Regions from separate parts of the Sus scrofa genome. Here region 1 is linked to region 2. Evidence: chromatin contacts called from public Hi-C data. All regions are on one chromosome and are shown on one strand. The core of a region is the stretch at or near the end of the contact, and the rest is flanking DNA. Distances in the headings are between cores, read along the strand shown. Region 1 overlaps TMEM270 (Williams-Beuren syndrome chromosomal region 28 protein). Region 2 overlaps MLXIPL (carbohydrate-responsive element-binding protein).

Evidence for each region. A called contact is a pair of places that touch in the nucleus more often than the background predicts.
Region 1: a contact with region 2 is called in a Hi-C map of liver, with 1.8 times the contacts expected there. The contact joins two enhancer-like sites. A contact is called at or near these places in 5 of 47 Hi-C or Micro-C datasets (embryonic fibroblasts, liver, mesenchymal stem cells and 1 more).

Annotation. Positions count from the first base shown.
Region 1 is chr3:11,070,502-11,074,411 of Sscrofa11.1, reverse strand. All of the region lies in intron 2 of TMEM270 (Williams-Beuren syndrome chromosomal region 28 protein), which reads right to left. Among named protein-coding and RNA genes, the nearest start is that of TMEM270, 13 kb to the right of the region's middle. Within about 2 kb of position 1,476, at least 5 of the 83 cell types and tissues checked have an H3K27ac peak or open chromatin away from gene starts, as enhancers often do. A contact at or near this core is called in liver, where this site is marked.
Region 2 is chr3:10,914,789-10,918,630 of Sscrofa11.1, reverse strand. All of the region lies in intron 1 of MLXIPL (carbohydrate-responsive element-binding protein), which reads left to right. Among named protein-coding and RNA genes, the nearest start is that of MLXIPL, 18 kb to the left of the region's middle. Within about 2 kb of position 1,875, at least 45 of the 83 cell types and tissues checked have an H3K27ac peak or open chromatin away from gene starts, as enhancers often do. A contact at or near this core is called in liver, where this site is marked.

The sequences.
Region 1 (3,910 bases), core at 227-2,726, 160 kb before region 2:
GTACCCTCCTTGCAAGCTAACCAGTCAGCCTGTAAGAGCATCTTGGATGCTGGTAGAAGGCGCAAGACTCCTGGGTCAGAGATGATGGACAATGCATTACAGCACTAGCAGTAAACTAGGGTATAAGTATTTTGCATTGGTCTTTTGAGTCCCAGATCCCACAGGGTGACATAAAAAGGGGCAGAGGGTACCTGTACCCGAAGTGGGTATATTGTGGAAGAGAAACCCTGAGCTTAGGGAACCCAAATCTTTTCTGATGGGCAGTAAGCAAGCCTGCCTCTGCTCCCGAGAGAGACGTTATCATGCTGGACCATGCCTGTGCTTTGCACGAGGAGAAGTTATACCTTCCAAGTATAACTGGATCCTAGAAAGATCACCCAAAATGAAGAGCCATCAAGTCCTGTGAATAAACTCAGGACACCTGTGGGGAATTGTTTCCCAACAGAGGAGTGAAGGAAGAAAGGTGAGGTGAGGCAGAAGTCAGGGATACACCTCAGAAGTCTTGAGCCAAGGGTGGGTGGAGGTGCTGCCCACAGAGGTGGGGGATGGAGGAGGAGCAGGTTTGGGGAAAAATCCGATTGCTGGGAGTGGGATGGCGGAGGCTGAAACCAGAATTTGCAATTTGTTTTCCATCCTCTCTCTCCTCTTTGGCTTGCCCCCCACCACGGCCCCTCTTAAAAGGAAACAACAGGCCCACAATGGAGTCACTTGTGCTAAGCTCCACCTGGACTTCATATTTAACCTAATTGTAATTTCAGCCTCTTGGGCATAGGATTTTAAGCCAATCCACCAGGAATTTCCTGGTCAGCACTTGCAAAGTAATCTAAGACCCCTGCCTTCCTTTAAGGGCAGGTGACCTGAAATAACCCAGCCTCTTCATTTCTTTGTCCCACCCTCCTTCTGCCTAGGAAAGCCTGCCTCTTTGTACAGCTCCTCGGGGCACCTTTCTCCTTGCTGGCCGGGAGGCTGACTGTGATCAGTGGTTGAATAAAGTAAATCAGATCTCCAAACATACGCAGTTGAATTGGGGTTTTTAACAGATGTGGTGGCTGTGGTAGGACCCAGAGTGAAATTCTGATGGTTTTCAGGGACAATGGGAAAAACAGGTATGGTACCTCGAACCCCTTTTTGGGTTCAGTCTTTCTGTTCATTTCTGAGCCCCAGGGTAAGTTCCTTGTGGTTGTGGGCCCTGCTCTCTTTGCATCAAGCTCCCGGTCTAATTGGCTTTCCAGTCTGTTCCCCCATTTGTTTAGAAATCCCAGCCCTTGATTCTCTCCCCAGATTCCATGTTGGGAAACTGCTGGTGGTTTCGTCTGCAGTTTCCCATTTGTCAGGAATCCTCCCCCAAATTCCACCTTGGCAACTGCTATGGCCACTGTAGTTTCCCATTTGTTTGGAAGCAGTCTGCTGTCTTCATTTGCTGAGGTCTGCTGGTTCCATGCTTTTCCCCAGTCCAAAGTTCCATGGGGATTGTTGGTGGTTACCAGCTGGAGTCGGACTGAGTCCAACTTGAGCCGGACTGGGTCCATAAAGGCTAACAGGGACCTCAGACGCCAAAAAGCTGCAAAAATTGGTAGGTCCTGTGCAAACACTGGAGACATCCAATCCAACTGTCTCGGAAAAGAAGAGCAGACGTCAAAACACGGGATCAAGATTTTCTACTTTAACTAAACATGAAACTCTTTCTTCTTCCCTTTCTTTCCTTTCCTCTGGCCTAGGTCTGGAAAGATGATGCCTTCAGCTCTGTCTCTCAGGCCATTGCTGAGGAAAGAAGCTCTGGAATTTAGAACAGATTCTCACGCCATATGCACTAAAAACCTGACTGACCCGTGGCTTAGAAGTAAATACAAATGCGAATTTGATCAGAAACCTCTCGAAACACTGTAGATTCCGTTGCTAAGACACTAGCTACTCAGGAAAGCTCCTTAGACTCTGGCCAAAGTTGTTCTTGATAACAGGATTATCTTGTGGCTGAGCAGGTCTGTGGCCAACCCCACCTGCTGCATGCACCGGGAGTGAACACTTCTGGGGAAGCCGAAACTCAGTTTCATAAGGTCACTGAGCAAAGCATTTGGCTTGGAAAGGTGACTCCTCCAATGGGGTCTCTTTGACTTAATTGGATTTTGATTAGTTTGGATCCTGGGGACCCACGGCTTCTGAGGACACATGTTTGACAGTGAAAATTGTCCTGCTTATAGTTATAATTGTATGCCTGGTGCATTGCATTTTCTCAAAAGCTTTAAATGCTTGTTCACAGCCACTAATCACCCAGCAAATCTCCCTGAGGCTGGACTTCAAAAACGGAACAAAGCAAATGATCCAGTAAAAAAAAAACTGTGTGCCTGGAGGTGTGACCTGTGAATACCACACCGACTCAGCAAAAAAGCAAAAAAGCAGCATCAACAAATGCTGTGAGAACTACAGAGCAGCAAAGTGAGGGGTAGTCGTGTCTTCAGTTCTGATCACATCTCTCAGTTGAGAGTTTGATCAAAGGGGGAGAATTGCTAAAAAGGAACAACAGGCCCCAAATGGAGTCACCTGCGCTAAGCCCCACCAAGACTTAATACCTAACTTAATTGCAATTTCAGACTCTCAGGAGGGCAGTTTTAAACCAATCAGTCTGAGAACATTGTAAATCAACTGGAATAAACAATTTTTTTAAGGTCACCAGCAAGCATCTATTTTATTTTATTTTTTTTTAAGCATTCCTGTTGTGGCTCAGCAGGTTAAGAACCCAACTACCATCCATGAAGATGAAGATGCAGGTTCCACCTCTGGCCTTGCTCAGTGGGTTAAGGGATCCCGTGGCGTTGGTGGGCAGCTGCAGCTGCGATTCACCCCCTAGCCTGGGAACTTCCATATGCTGCAGGTGCAGCCCTAAAAAGAAAACAAAACAAAACAGGTGGGAGCTAGAAATGGCACACTGCCCCCTTCCCCTGCAGGGCTGACCCTCAGGGTACCTCTCAAGCTCCATTAGGCCCAGGTCCCAGGCTCGGCTCTGATTCACCAGTGTGCTCTTCTTGGTCCCCTAAGCTAGAGGCCTCTCTGGCTCTGTGGCTGCCAGACCGCAGAATGGAGGGACACGCAGAGTGCTGGAAATCTGGTAACAGGCGAGGCCTCCCTGGAAAGTGAAATCAACCCAGGGGCTCCCCCAACCTAGCTCAGGGAATAGCAGCCCAAGCCATGCAGTGCAGGCCCAGGGGCCAGAACCCCCAGAGTCATCCCATCTCCTTCCTTCCTGACCTTCAGAGGTGGGCTGAAGGTCAGGACCACTGTGAATCTTGTTCGCTACTGTGCCCCGTGCCTGGAACAGTGCATGGTGCATAGCAGGAGCTGCCTAAATATTTGTTGAATTAATAAGTGATTGAGAAAGGCCTGAGATCCCTGTCAGGCTGTACATAAGGGCAGCAGGAGCTGCCGCAGAAGAACCCCCAACCTGGGTCCCTCAGTAAGAAACCCTCTACTCCTCTCTCATTCCTACTCAACACATAGGTTCAAGGCCATCCATGCGCTATGTAGACTCGGCCAATGCACCCCGCCCACAAGAAGGACCAGGTGCGATAACCCGGTTGGTTATCCGCCGCCGCCGCCTTGCCTAACGCCAGAGGGCACCATTCCCCAGTTTTGGCCCCTCTGCAGGGATTCTCCTCCCCAGTCCTGGACCCGCGGCGAAAGAGTTAGGAAGCCTGCCTTCAACTTCCTCCCAGCCCCAGGGGCTCCCCGATGCGCGTGCCGGATCGCGGCGCCACCGCCTGGGGGCAGCAGACACCAGGGGCGCGGGGGCCGACGCACCTGAGCGCGCTGCGAAAATTGATGGAAAGTTTTCCGGGCGGGCGTTAATTTTTGTTTTTTCTGAGCCTGCGACAACAAATACGCGTCATCCTGAGACGTTCGCCCGCTGCAGGTCCCT
Region 2 (3,842 bases), core at 626-3,125:
GACAGAGAATTGCGCAGGGTCATTCAAGGAATTTGTGGCAGAGCAAGGATCAATTCATTTGTCTGCTTAAGCCAGGGCCACTGAAGCTAGGAGGCCCTGCTTCCTCCCCCTACCCCCACAGTGCATTCCCCAAGTCCCTGGGTACCCACCGTGGGGGTTCAGATACTGTAAGAACAGTTCTGCCTCAGGGCTCGCAGGCCAGGGGAGAAGTCAGACAGGCACATAAGGCTGTGCCATAAACCCTGAAAGGGCCACATAGGGATGGCCCTCCCTCCAGAGGAAGCAGGCTGAGGTGGGCACCGGAGCAACCCCAGAATTAGGCAGAGATGGACAGGGAGAGTGCACCCCCTGCAGAGAGCAGTAGGGCGCCAGTGGAGCAGGGCAGTTGGGGCTCCTGGGAGCGTGAGATCGCTGTTTGTCAGGGACAGAGGGAACCTGTGCAAGGGACATAGTGGGTGGAAGGGCTGGCCTGTGACCAGCCTGGGTAACCATTTCAGCACCTCAATTGTTCCAGGAGCCCTCAGGGCATGCCTTTTGATTTCGGGAGCTGTGTGACCCTGCCATGGGCCTGAAGAAAGTGTGCAGGAACCTTTTCTAAGCCTCCAGTCCCCAGCTGACCACCTCCTACCCCGTCCCCTCCTGTGACTTGACATGGCCACACCCTCTGCAAAGCCAAGGGAACTAGCATTAGCCTCTAGCCTGGCCTGCCTCCACCCCCCTCACCTCCCACCCAGAGAGCCGTGGGTAGGAAGTCTGGAATTCTTCTAGACCAGGCTTTTTGGCTGTCCTGGTGTTGAAACCAGGCCTGTTTCCACTCCTGTGGACTCTGGAGCCTCTTCTCATGTGGGGCAATAACCCCACCTCTGAGGATTTTTAAAGGTGCCAGGGAAGTGACCGGTGTGAATGCCCCAGACCAAACTGCCTAGTTTGTCTCCTCAGGATGAGAAATGGGCCTTCAGAAACAGGAACACAAAGCTGGACCCCCAGGGTTAGTGAGAGGAGGGGGCTCAGAGCAGATGGCCTGCCTGGGGAATGTCCAGAGGACGATAACCAAGGCTCTGCCTTGCCAGCTGTCACCCATTACCACTGGTACCCACCCCAGCAGCGGGCAGGATTTACACTCTGGGGCCTGCCCTCTGAGCAGGTGCGGTGATGATTATAATGGTCACTGGGGGAGTTGCTCCTGTGGCGCCATGGAAAAGAATCCGACTAGTATCCACGGAGATGTGGGTTCCATCCCTGGCCTCGCTCCATGGGTCAGGGATCCAGTGTTGCCATGAGCTGTGGTATAGGTCGCAGATGCATCTTGGCTCCAGCGTGGCTGTGGCATAGACCCGCAGCTGTAGCTCCGATTCGACCCCTAGCCTGGGAATTTCCATGTGCCGCGAGTGCGGCCTTAAAAAGCAAAAAAAGGAAAGTCACTGGGGGAGGCAGACCACACAAGACTTCAGAGAGATGGGTGCTTCCAGCTGTGTGGAGGACTGAGAGGGAGTGAATGTGACCTGGTAGATCAGAGAGGGCAGGGGGCAGTAAGTAATAAGGGGCCTTAAGGGAGAGCACCCCTGGAAGCAGGAATCCCTCACTCTAAGGTGCTTTCAGGCCCAGGTGTGAACGCCTCTTCTCGAGACCTCTTTTGAGTGAAGGAGGGGCGGGCCCATCAGGACTCTAAGTAGTCGCAGCAGAAGGAAAGACAGGAAGGATGGTAGGGACCTCCTCCTCTTACAAACCCCAGACCCACGGGTCGGGCAGGCGCTCTCTCACACCTGGCAAGTTGATTATGCTAATTGAAGGAACCCCGGTCGGTACCCGCGCGCCTCGAGGCTCCGCCTCGTCGAGCGACCTATCCGGTGGAGGGGCGGGGTTATGCTAATGGAGCCGGTCTGGCCACAGGGGCGGCGCGGGCAGCTGCACCGAGCTCAGGCGAGGCGGCGGCGGCGATGGCCATGGCCGGGGCGCTGGCAGGTCTGGTTGCGGGCTTGCAGGGCCCGCGGCTCGTCCCCAGCCCGGATTCAGACTCGGACACAGACTCAGAGGACCCGAGTACCCGGCGCAGCGCGGGCGGCCTGCTTCGCTCGCAGGTCATCCACAGCGGTCACTTCATGGTGTCGTCCCCGCACAGCGACTCCCTGACTCGGCGGCGCGACCAGGAGGGGCCCTTGGGGCTCGCTGACTTCGGGCCGCGCAGCATCGACCCCACACTCACCCGCCTCTTCGAGTGCATGAGCCTGGCCTACAGGTGAGGGCAGCTCCGGGGCCGACGGCCTCGGTCCTCCACGGCGGGACCGCGCGCTGGGGCCCCGGACACCCCCACCTGGCCCCAAGTCCTGGTCCCCGGCTGCTCTCAGAGACTCTGGCCACAGCCTAGATACCCTCCCTCCACCTTAACCTGGAGTTTTTTTCCGACCCAGCCCAGCTGCACCTCCTGGGTCCCATTCCTCCCCACCATGACTCCTTCCCTAGGGCTGGGACCTCCTGCTCTCCACCTCCACTTCTGCAGGCCTGCTGCAGACCTCCCTCCCACCTCCCGACCCCTCAGCCCCCAAAGAAATGCCAGGGCATCCCTTGCGCTCCCAGGACCCTAGGCTGTCCTAACATCCCACCCTCCACTCCAGGGGCCACTCCACCCAACTGCTTGCAGCAGCCCGGGCCCAGACCCACCCTATTCCTGCACCCTCCTGGTACTCCTCATGCCCATTACTGTCCCAGTTCATAGCCACAGTGACAGAAACCCAGTATCTCCTCCACCCTGCACCCTCCAAATGCAGGGACACCTGTTCTTGACCTGCTAGGTCAAGGGTGGCTGGAGGGTGCTCCGCTGGGACCCAGGGAGGCTCAGCTCGAAGTTTCCCAGCCGTGGACAAGCAGAGGGTGTTGAGGGTTGCAGGGGGGCTGGTCCCTGGGAGGCCTGGGCTCCCCTCCCTAGGTCGTCCCTGGAGTCTGAGCGCCTAATGCTGCCTGGGACCCCTGCTTGGCGTGTTGCAGAGCACACAGGCCGCGCCCAGCCCCAGCTCCACACCTGCTTCTCAGGGAAGGGTGCGAACCGGGGTCCTGGCTCATTGCCCTGGAGCAAAGTTCCCCAGAGCGGAGGGGCCAGGATCAATTATCAACTGAAAAACCGTAGGGGAGAAAGGGGGATCGGCCCGGCCTTGATCTTTTCTCTGTGCAAATATTCCTCTTCCTCTGCTGCTCCTCCTCCTCTTCTGAGAACTGCTGGCTACAGACCGGCACTTGCTGCTCTGCCTGGGAGTGGGAGCTGAGGTGGGGATTGCGGGGGAATTTTTCCCGCCCCCTACCCCGGTGCCCAGCCGCGACCCCATTGGCTGTACGCTTTGTAACCTTGGCCCACACACGCTCTGGCCCCAGGCCCAGGTCATGTTGCAATCTGATCATCCAGAGCACCAGTCCAGTGTGGAAAGTTCAAATTCCCATCCCTTTCCTCCCTCCCTTCCTGGGACATCACGGGACCTCCTGGGACAGGGCACCTGAGGTCATGGTACACCGGATGTGGGCACCCCCGCTCCCCAGACCCCTCCCAAGATCTCCCCCTTTTCCCACCCACTCCCAACTTAAGCTTCTTGCTTTCTACTGTACACTGCTCTCCCTGGGCTGGCTCATGCCCACCCCCCATCCCAGACCATGGGTGACCAAAAGGGGAGGTTCTGGGGAGGTGACAAGGCAGGGGACAGAGCTCACTCCACTAGGAGGCTGACTGGAAGCTGATGGCACCCCACTCGGTGGCAGCTGGGGTAGAGAGAACTGGGCTTTCTCCCTAAACACAGAGTACGCGATCTCTATGGCCTGCCTGGGGTGGGGGCCTGAGCGTCAGGGATGCAAGTGGCTTA